2 separate regions of the Xenopus laevis genome follow, and region 2 is linked to region 1. Evidence: chromatin contacts called from public Hi-C data. All regions are on one chromosome and are shown on one strand. Each heading gives the region's core, a stretch centred on a gene start, on an enhancer-like site or on the middle of the called end of the contact. The rest is flanking DNA. Distances are from core to core; before and after follow the strand shown. Region 1 overlaps LOC108696810 (zinc finger protein 70). Region 2 has its middle 18 kb from the start of kcnn4.L.

Region 1 (5,813 bases), core at 2,774-5,273:
CCCCCCCCCCATTTGAAAGCTGGAAATAATTAGAAGAAAAGGGCAAAGCATTAAAAAGCTATCAATAAAAATAATGCAGACCAATTGAAAAGTTGCTTAGAACTGGCTAATCTATATCATACTAAGGGCAGAGACACACGGCCGGGGAGATTAGTCGCCGGGCGATAAATCTCCTCTTCGGGGCGACTTATCTCCCCGAATTGCTTCCCTCCAGCTAGAATGAAAATCGCCGGCTGGATGGCACTCAGAACACTTCATTTTCCGAAGTCGCCCGAAGTTTCCTTTTGAGGCAACTTTGGAAAATGAAGAGCTCCAAGTGCCATCCCGCCGGCGATTTTCATTATAGCTGGAGGGAGGCAGTTATGTTGCCCCAAAGAGGAGATTTATCGCTGGGCAACTTATCTCCCCGAATCTGAGCGTGTGTCTCTGTCCTAAAAGTTAACTGAAAGGTGAACCCCCCCCTTTAACAACAGCTGGGGGGGTGGTGCAAGTTGGACGTTCCTGAGCTCCCTACTTGCTTCCCTAGTGTCAGCCTTATTGCAGTGCCAGGGAGGCAGTGAAGGCCTGTGATTGGCTGTTATTCCATTACGAACAATTGCACCTCCCACCTGCTTAGTAAGATGCCTATTAGGATCCTGCAATGGACCGATCCAGGGACAGATAGTCCTTTAAATACTACAGATCCTTTCACCTAAACCTAAAGTAATGTATAGAGTGTTAATAATGCAAAGTATTGTGTCAGGACTGATGAGTAATTGAAACAGTTGTCTAAGTCATTTAAAGAGCAACTTGAGCTGGCCATATGTACATTGTTTGTTACTAAAGCCTCCTACACGGGAAACCAACCCCTAGACCTTGCTGGAAGCCTTGATTCTGTGGTATGAACTGTTATAGTGGGGTATTTACTGTTTCAGTATCCCTGCATGGTTCTGATCTCAACACCATCGGCCTTATTTACTAAGATTGAGCAAATTCGAACCAGGGCTGGTAACAACACGTTCGTTTATTTCTTTCCGGATATCCCTGTTTCCTGGTCTTCATTTGAGCTCATGAATGTGGATCTGACTTAACATGTAAATTCGTGTCCCACAAAATGCCTTACTGTAACACTGAACTACAATTCCCAGCATCCCTCCAACCACAACATCTGGTGGGCTTGCTTGTATTTTAACCTGGACACTAATAGAAGTATTCACACCACTTGCAAATTCTGTGCAGCAAATCATCCACTGAAATCCGCAGACTCTGATAGGTTGTCCTTTATTGGCATTGCAGGGGGGCCAAGCGCTACCATGGAGCTAGAGCAGGGCATCGATGTTGGCGCTGAAGTGGAGCTGAAGGACGGGAATGTTCCTCTGGATGAGCCCATTGCATTAAGGCTGGTAGGTGGCTCCCTTATTGTTGTGCCACAAGAAAGAGCTGCGCTGTGTTAAACCATTGACTTTCCTGCAGATTTTTTTAATGTGCACAATTTAAAGGGAATGTAAACCCAAATATAACATTTTCCATTATGGAAGCAAATTCTAAGTCACTTTTCTAATGTGATTGCTATGCAAAGCTGTATGTGTCCTTTGCTATTGTCTGCACTGCTAGATCTGACTACATACACCACTGAAACAGTAGTCCTTCAGCTTGTATTCGATTTCCTACACCCCTCCAGCTGGGACTCCCAAGTCCCACAGTTCCTTGCACACTTGTGATTTGCAGTCTTTAGAGGTCTGTTCATCACAGAAGCGTAGAATGCATTGTCACTTCTACATGTAGTCAGAAAATAGCAAAGGACAGACAGATACAAATTCTGATAGCAATTGTTATATACTACAAATCCCAGCATGCACGGTGCCAATTTGTTAAGCACTCCCTAGTGACTCTGGCCCTACATGTTTAAGGGTTTTTTTTTTTCTTTTGGGCTAAGAGTCCAAACAGACAAAGCCACAGGTGCAATTTTCAGTCTGCACAGATCATCCTATATGAATAGCGCCGTTCTGGCAAAGAGATCTTATCTTTTAATGTATGAAATTGTTCTTGCTACGTAATTACGGCATAGGCAGAGAACAAACCAGTAATAAATTCACCTAATTTTCACTTAATTTGCATTAACTATCCTAAAATAAATGCACTTGAAAAATTTGTAGGAAAAACAATGTTGTGTTCATTCTATTATTGTTTTTTGTAACAACTCTTTTAATGGCACTTTACTTTTAAGAAAATATATTTGACTTTTTTTATGAATAATTTATCCATATTGTCTCTATTATTTGCATTACTTGAGAGATGTATCTTGCTTATAAAATATATAGTGAATAAAGTACCCCCTCTTGTAAAATATAAGGATATTATAAGTTACCAAGGAGTTTCATGACCATATAAAAACACGAGGCCGAAGGCCGAGTGTTTTTATACAGGTCATGAAACTCCGAGGTAACTTCTAATATCCTCATATTTTACAACTGGGGGTACTTTATTTATTATAATACACAAATTTCAATGAGTCATGTGACAGAAATGACATCAGAACTCACCGTTTATAACTGATGACATCAGAACTCACCGTTTATAAGGATATAATTTACAGGATATTCATGGCTTTTGTGTATTATAATCAATTATCATCTCTCTCTCTCTCTCTCTCTCTCTCTTGTCAATCAAAATCTGACTCCAACTCCTGCATGAAGAGTGACAGATGCTGAGGGGCATAGTGAAGAGTAGCTTGAATATTTTAGAAATGGTACCAAACTTCAAATTGATTATATTTAGAAAGTTTTTTTGTATCCATGAAATTAAGTTTAATTAAGTAATATTTATGGCATCTTCACAGTGCTGCTGTACAGATCAGGATAATTATTAGTCTGTTTAAAAGTGCCAGTGATGTGCAACGTAGACCCCTCTTATTGGTTCTATCATTGTACAGCATCTTCAAGAAGCAAAAAATCATCCAAAACAATTGGTGTTCCTGCCATTTAAGCATATCCCTTCAACAGTAATTAATTGTTTTTCGAACTGCTGATTTATTTCCATTTTGTGTGCCTTACGTTGTGTCCCCACCAGGAAAATAAGAAGGACTTGCCAGCTTGGCACACTCTACAGTATTTTGATGAATCGAGTAGTGACGAGAGCTTGGACGGCGATGCTGTTGTTTCCTCATCCTCTGATGACGAGAATCCAGAAGCAGAATTGATAGAACCTGCAGTCGAAATTGAGAGCCAAGAACAAGTGAATCAGAAGATAGAGAACATTTCGATTTCTGAAGAACCACAACAAGGGCTACACCATGATAACCCACCAATTGATAATCAGGCGGTGCTTTGGAGCAATGAATGTGTTCAGGATCAAGTTTTTCCTTTTGTGGAGGAACTAGTTATAGCAGAATCTACTACAGAAGAAAATGTGGAGTTGAGCCCGTCCTCGGTTTCCCATCAACCTTCTAATGTTAACCATGCCTCCTCAGAAATGGGATGCCTCCCCAAAGAGGACATGGGCTTTTCTGTAGATATTAATAGTCTAGATACTCACGAAAAGAGCCCCAGAAAGTCATCCCTCAAAATCCACAACTGTCCAAGATGCGGCCGGCAATTTCGAAGGTTTTCTGATTTAGAAAAACATTTCTGCTTGAAGATGGTAGACTTCCTCAAAAAAAGTGTTGATAATGCTGGTCACGGAACGAGCTCTTACAATGATTCGGAAAGGGCATTGGAGCAGGTGTGTGAAAAGGCACAGAAGGAGCTTAAGATAGCACAGGAAATGAATGAGGAAGAGATCCGCACGTTTGTTTTAGGGGACACGCTAGACAATTCATCAGACAGCGAGAAAGGCTATTCAACTGATAGAGTAATAGCATCAAAGAGCAAATCAAATAAGCAGACAATGCCCCTTCAGTTTAACTGCGACAAATGCGGGCGTCAGTTTGGAAGATTTCGAAATATAGCCAAGCATACATGTTGGGGCAAAGACCCCAATTTAGCCAACCTGCAGACAATCTCTTTCAAAGCAGACTCATCAGAATACGTAGCGAAAGGGAAACAGGAAGCCAGTAGCAACACTAGTCCGAGCCCCTCAACATCACAAGGCCAGGCAAGTAAGATGCCTCAGAGGACACCTACAGGGAAAATCATAAACAACAATTATCCCCCTGGCACTGCCAACAAGTCCTACACATGCCAGCAGTGCGGGAGAGTGTTCGAACGAAGCTGTGCATTTTCCACCCACATCCGTTGGCATTTAAAAGAGTCAGAGCTGGAACTTCGTGCCAAAATTCATGACCAAAAGGTAAATCTAGCAAAAAAAGCGATTGCAAGTGAGGGTGGATCTTGGCAAACGATGAAAAATCCAGTCATTGGATTTGAGGATGTAGACTTGCCTTTTTCCTGTGACGAATGTGGCCGTTGCTTCAGACACAAGGGCAACTTGGTTAAACATCTAAACTGGCATATGAGTCATAACTTTCATGTTGCCGCCATGAAGGAAAAGAACCTTGGCTTGGGCCTCTATCCACCTGAACCATATTTTCCAGATCTCCAGTACACCCCGGAAATGTTGGCTAGCATGCAAGAGGAGGACGACAATGTCATTGGTGAGGATGAAATAATCCACCATTTCATAGATGAAGACTTTGTCCGGGCATCTGATACCAAAAAAACAGCCCGGGAAAAACAGCGGAGCCATACTGCTGCTGGAAAGGGAGAAGCGCAGAAGTCTCTTCCACAATCCATGTCACATGCGTTCATGGTTCAATTTTCCAAAAGGCCAAAGCCACCTCTGAAATGTCCAGACTGTGGTGTTCGCTTTTACCGGCTCTCGCATCTCAAGAGGCATCAGCACCGGGTTTCCGGCCGCAAAGTTCCAGTCAAAAGAAAGCACAAATGTGATTGTGGCAAATCCACAGTAGGGTCACTGCACTTCTTGCGGCACCAACTGCAGCACTTGAGCGACACTGGATTTATCTGTGAAATGTGTGGACAGGCTTTGTGCGGGTACCACCAGCTCCGGGCACACAGCTGGATCCACCCTCTTGTGTCACGTTTCCAGTGCAGCTGTGGGGCAAAGTTTTCTCAGCTCCCCAGATATTTATGGCACTCCTTGATGAACAATTCAGATCTCAAAAAGAAAGGACAGAAGAACAAAAAAAAAGTAAAGAAGGGCAAAAAACAGAGAAAGACTAAAGCATAGGCTGCTTTTTGGGGGTTTTCATGTTTCCTTTTTTTTTTTATGTAGTGGTTTTTGTAATGTCAGTCATTTTCTATGTAGGTTATCCATAGTCTCATTCTGACCACTGAAGTGCTGGTCTTATCTTTTCCAAGAACTTCTACTCATGTCCAACTGCAGATGCTATGCTGTCTAATGCATAAAGGCTAGCATGGTACATGATTGTTGTCACGTTTAAATAACGAGTTATTTTTTTTCCGTGTAAACATGAACTAAGACGTAACTCTCATGGAACTGATTATACTGCCTCGTAATACAGAGGATTCAACTTTCTAATGAGATCTATCTTCATCCGTTGAGAGGACACAGTACTTAACATTGAAAAGCAATCCGATTCCTCAGAATTTTAGATAATAATGTACAGGTCAACTCTGGGCACTGCCAGTCAAAGCATCTCCTCCTGATCTGGCTGGGGTGTTGTGGGACACAATTCAGGAGGTCCATCTAATGTCCATCTAAGGTCCATCTAATGTCTACAGTTCCTAAGTGTTTCGAGCAGTGGAAATTCTATTCCCAGATCATGATTGACTTTTATGTGACTGAGAAATGTGAATTAATAGTGGATATTTTTAAATACTATAAACATCACAAAACCTAAATTATTCCTCCAT
Region 2 (5,398 bases), core at 1,005-3,504, 70 kb after region 1:
TCGACCCCGCTGTCCATATCTTCTCCCACGTCGCCTATCGAAGATGCGAATGATGAGCTGGGGCTGGTGCACTCGATACCACTATCTAATGAGGCAGTTGGGATCTCGCTCTCCAAACTCGTTGACATTGTGCGATTGTCCCTGGGATCAAAGCTCGCCACGGTGTATGGGTGACTATACTCGCGCAACCTGACGATTAAATAAGATGTTTCAGCTATCGGAGGATATACAACAAATCCACATTCCTTTCCCTGACATTTGGGCATAATTTTCCCTGAATGTGGACATGTAGCCGACATGTTTAATTAAATGTAAACGTGTTTGTCATCTCCAGATGCTTCTCTGCGTATTTTTATCACTCCTGCCACAAAGAGCAATAGAAATGAGCAGGGAGGCATCAGGAGACGATTCCTGTCCGAGTAAACAAAGCTTCTGATATTCTCTATGACCACTGCCCAGAAAGAACAGCAGAGGGCGCTACTGTTACACGTTCACTACATTAATTGTTAAAATAGCATGAAGTCTAGAAAAAATAATGTAAACTGCAATAGTGCCCAGAAGAGCATTTTGACATTTAGTTATATTGTTGTCACCCGTTATAGTTTCCAGCAGGATTCGGCCGAATTCTTCTGCCCGGCTCAACTGAATCCGAATCCTAATTTGCGAATGATGGGTGACTTTTTGTCACAAAACAATGAAGTAAAAAATGTTTACCACTTCCCAACTCTAATTTGCATAAGCAAATTCAGATTCGGTATTCGGCTGAATCTTTCGCGAAGGATTCGGGGGTTCGGCCATATCCAAAAGAGTGGATTCTGTGCATCCCTAGTTAAAGGATAAGTAAACCTTAAAAACAAGTGAATGTAAAATTGATGAGGGGGCTTTTCTAAGCACTTTTGTCATTTACATTCATTATTTATTTTTCTTTAATTCCAAGATATGAAAGGATACATGTGCTGTTAATATGAATGTGTACATGTGACTACTTGGTGGTCAGACTGATCAGAAAATGACCAGCAGGTGGCGCTGCTGTAACGAAATTAATTCATATTAACAGTACCCGTATCCTTTAATATCTTGGAATTAAAAATAAATAAATAATGAATGTACATTGCAAAAGTGTTTAGAATAGCCCCCTCATCAATTTTACATTCACTTATTTTAAGCCTTACTTATCCTTTAAGCATTCTGAACAAAATCTAATTAGTTCTTTCCTTGACCCAGTTCCTCTGAGGACCAGGTTGCATACAATTCCGAAGTCTGTGGCCACCAATTCCCTAACATTTCTCAGTGGGGGTTACTCACCGGCAGCAAACTTCATAGGGGTCGATCCATAGCGTCAGCTCTTTGGGCAGTGCCAAATCTGCGTATGTGATGCCACAAAGGGCACACGATTCCAGGATACTTTCATCCTTCTGATGCTGGTTGATCCGGATACACCTAGAGACAGAGATTAGATAAGTCAGGACTGAGAGTGTTTAAGAGAAAGAGAGAGAGACAGTGTGAGTGTGTAAGAGAGAGAGAGTGTGTAAGAGATAGACTGAGAGTGTTAAAGAGAAAGAGTGCGTGTGAGTGTGTAAGAGAGAAAGACTGAGAGAGAGAGAGAGAGAGAGAGAGAGAGAGAGAGAGAGAGAGTGAGAGATTAGATAGATAGAGAGAGAGAGAGAGAGAGAGAGAGAGAGAGAGAGAGAGATGATAGATAGATAGATAGATAGATAGATAGATAGATAGATAGATAGATAGATAGATAGATAGGTAGGTAGGTAGGTAGGTAGATAGATAGATAGATAGATAGATAGATAGATAGATAGATAGATAGATAGATAGATAGATAGATAGATAGATTAGAGAGAGAGAGAGAGAGAGAGAGAGAGAGAGAGAGAGAGAGTGAGTGTAACTGAAAGGCTGTGAGTGTGTAAGAGAGAGAGTGTGAGTGTGTAAGAGAGAGAGTGTGAGTGTATAAGAGACAGACTGAGAGTGTTTAAGAGAAAGAGAGTGTGTGTGAGTGTGTAAGAGAGGAAGACTGAGAGTGAGAGAGAGAGAGAGAGAGAGAGTGTAAGTGAAAGGCTGAGAGTGTGTGAGTGTGTAATAGAGAGAGAGTGAGTGTGTAAGAGAGAGAGTGTGAGTGTGTAAGAGATAGACTGAGAGTGTTTAAGAGAAAGAGAGTGTGTGTGAGTGTGTAAGAGAGGAAGACTGAGAGAGAGGGAGAGTGTAAGTGAAAGGCTGAGAGTGTGTGAGTGTGTAAGAGAGAGAAGGAGAAAGTGTGAGTGTGTAAGAGAGAAAGAGAGAGTGAGATTACCAAAGCAATATTGTTCCCATGAAAGAAAGAAGAAAGCTCAGCAGGTCAGTGTCTTTATCTTTATCTACACGGAAATAAATGGACATCTTGTACATTCAGGGCTGCAACAACTATTATCACTATTTGCTTATTCAGTCCTCGGGTGTAAGAGGAGCAGAGATAGGGTTAAACACCCCCCTTTATGCCCCAGGTAAGAACAGAAAGGACAGAGTTGCTAATCAATCTAATGAGCTCATTATAATTCGTCCCACAATGAGTATCACACAGGAAAGCTCATTCACTAATAGAAATAAAGGAGCAGCCAATGGAAAAAGAAACTTTATTAATGCTGATTGTGACTACTGAATACCCAGACTATAGACCCAAACAATGCTGATTGCGACTACAGAACACCCAGACTATAGACTCAAACAATGCTGATTGTGACTACAGAATACCCAGACTATAGACTCAAACAATGCTGATTGCGACTACAGAACACCCAGACTATAGACTCAAACAATGCTGATTGCGACTACAGAACACGCAGACTATAGACTCAAACAATGCTGATTGCGACTACAGAACACCCAGACTATAGACCCAAACAATGCTGATTGTGACTACAGAACACCCAGACTATAGACTCAAACAATGCTGATTGCGACTACAGAACACTCAGACTATAGACTCAAACAATGCTGATTGCGACTACAGAACACCCAGACTATAGACTCAAACAATGCTGATTGCGACTACAGAACACCCAGACTATAGACTCAAACAATACTGATTGCGACTACAGAACACCCAGACTATAGACTCAAACAATGCTGATTGCGACTACAGAACACGCAGACTATAAACTCAAACAATGCTGATTGCGACTACAGAACACCCAGACTATAGACCCAAACAATGCTGATTGTGACTACAGAACACCCAGACTATAGACTCAAACAATGCTGATTGCGACTACAGAATACCCAGACTATAGACTCAAACAATGCTGATTGTGACTACAGAACACCCAGACTATAGACTCAAACAATGCTGATTGCGACTACAGAACACCCAGACTATAGACTCAAACAATGCTGATTGCGACTACAGAACACCCAGACTATAGACTCAAACAATGCTGATTGCGACTACAGAACACCCAGACTATAGACTCAAACAATGCTGATTGCGACTACAGAACACCCAGACTATAGACTCAAACAATGCTGATTGCGACTACAGAACACGCAGACTATAAACTCAAACAATGCTGATTGCGACTACAGAACACCCAGACTATAGACCCAAACAATGCTGATTGTGACTACAGAACACCCAGACTATAGACTCAAACAATGCTGATTGCGACTACAAAATACCCAGACTATAGACTCAAACAATGCTGATTGTGACTACAGAACACCCAGACTATAGACTCAAACAATGCTGATTGTGACTACAGAACACCCAGACTATAGACTCAAACAATGCTGATTGCGACTACAGAACATCTAGACTATAGACTCAAACAATGCTGATTGTGACTACAGAACACCCAGACTATAGACTCAAACAATGCTGATTGCGACTACTGAACACGCAGACTATAGACTCAAACAATGCTGATACTGAAACAATGCTGATTGCGACTACTGAACATCCAGACTATAGACTGAAACCCTGTCCTGTCTGCTGGTGCCGTTACTTCTCCTTTAAAATGCAAAGATCATGGACGTCTCATTGTCCCCACGAAGTGATTAGGATAATCAGGGAGATTAACATACTGTAGTGAATATCAATGGCATCGGATTTCAGTGGCTAAAATGTGCCACAATGGCCCCCGTGTTTAATTGTAGCCCCCCTATCCCAAGGTCTATTTCCAAGTCCAGTGACTCTGCAACTATTTGTGTAATAATATATATTCCCATAGTAATGTACTATAATATCACACAGCATTATCATTTACCAACAGAGCATAATTTTTGGGGTACAAAAATGAACTGGCCCCTCACATGAGCACGACATGTTATTACCCATTAAATGATGATGAGAGAGTATTAGTATCAGTACCTGAATGCCTGTCCCTTCATGGGTTTCTCTGGGTACCAGTGTCTCGTGTATCTCCTGCACAGAATCTCCGTCAGACTCTCCCCAAATTCCTCCACCAACATGGGATCCAGCCGGTAGCACCGATTCACCAGAGCCTTCAGGTAATTCACTCCGGCCACTATCTCTTCAATCATCTCCGGTGGAACAAAGATGCTCATTTTAACTGAAGTAACAAAAAAAAAAAAAACCAGGATAAATCGTTAAAACTTCTTGCTCCAAAATATGTGCAATGTTAATCCAATCCTTCCTACAGAGTGTGTATGTGAGAGGCAGATAGTGTTCTATGTGTGTGTGTGTGTGTGTGTAAGACTGTGGGTGTGTTAGACAGTGTTGTTTGAGTGTGTAAGTAACAGATCATCAGTGTGAGTGTGTGTGTAAGAAAGTGTATATGCACAATCAAGGGAGACTGTGAGTGTGTTAGAGGGTGTGTAAGTAACAGATTGCCAGTGTGAGGAGAGTGTGTGTATGTGAGTGTGTAAAAGAAGGGTTGACACAGTGTGTGTGTGTGAGAGAGACAGTTTGTAAGATTGGCAGAGTGTACGTGTAGATGTGTGTGTAACAGAAAGATTGTGAGCGATTGTGCGTGCGTGAGTGTGTAAGAGAAAGACTGCCAGAGTTTATGTGTGTATGTGAGTGTGTATATGTGTGTAAGAGAGAGAGGGAGAGTGTGTGTCTATATATCTGTGAGTGTGTGAGAAAGACTGAAAGTGTGTGTGTGTGTGTGTGTAAGAGAGAAAGGCTGATGGAGAGAGTGTGTGTAAGAGAAAGACTGAGAGTGTTAAAGAGAAATAGAGAGAGAGTGTGTAAGAGATAGACTGAGAGCGTTTAAGAGAAAGAGAGTGTTTGTGAGTGTGTAAGAGAGAAAGACTGAGAGAGAGAGAGAGAGAGAGAGAGAGAGAGGGGGGGGGAGAGGGAGAGTGTAAGTGAAATGCTGTGAGTGTGTAAGAGAGAGAGAGAGTGTGAGTGTGTAAGAGAGTGTGAGTGTGTAAGAGATAGACTGAGAGTGTT

Evidence for each region. Hi-C and Micro-C count contacts between places; a contact is called where the count stands out from the background.
Region 2: a Hi-C map of the XTC cell line shows a contact between it and region 1, with 5 times the contacts expected there. The contact joins two enhancer-like sites. A contact is called at or near these places in 2 of 4 Hi-C or Micro-C datasets (the XL177 cell line and the XTC cell line).

Annotation. Positions count from the first base shown.
Region 1 is chr7L:127,731,453-127,737,265 of Xenopus_laevis_v10.1, forward strand. LOC108696810 (zinc finger protein 70) reads left to right here. Exons shown (of 3, transcript XM_018226468.2): 2 at 1,276-1,382; 3 at 3,049-5,804. The coding sequence starts at 1,293. The coding sequence ends at 5,166. Among protein-coding and RNA genes, the nearest start is that of LOC108696810, 3.6 kb to the left of the region's middle. Within about 2 kb of position 4,024, at least 1 of the 7 cell types and tissues checked has an H3K27ac peak or open chromatin away from gene starts, as enhancers often do.
Region 2 is chr7L:127,803,052-127,808,449 of Xenopus_laevis_v10.1, forward strand. It overlaps the pseudogene btg5.3.L. Among protein-coding and RNA genes, the nearest start is that of kcnn4.L, 18 kb to the left of the region's middle. Within about 2 kb of position 2,255, at least 2 of the 7 cell types and tissues checked have an H3K27ac peak or open chromatin away from gene starts, as enhancers often do.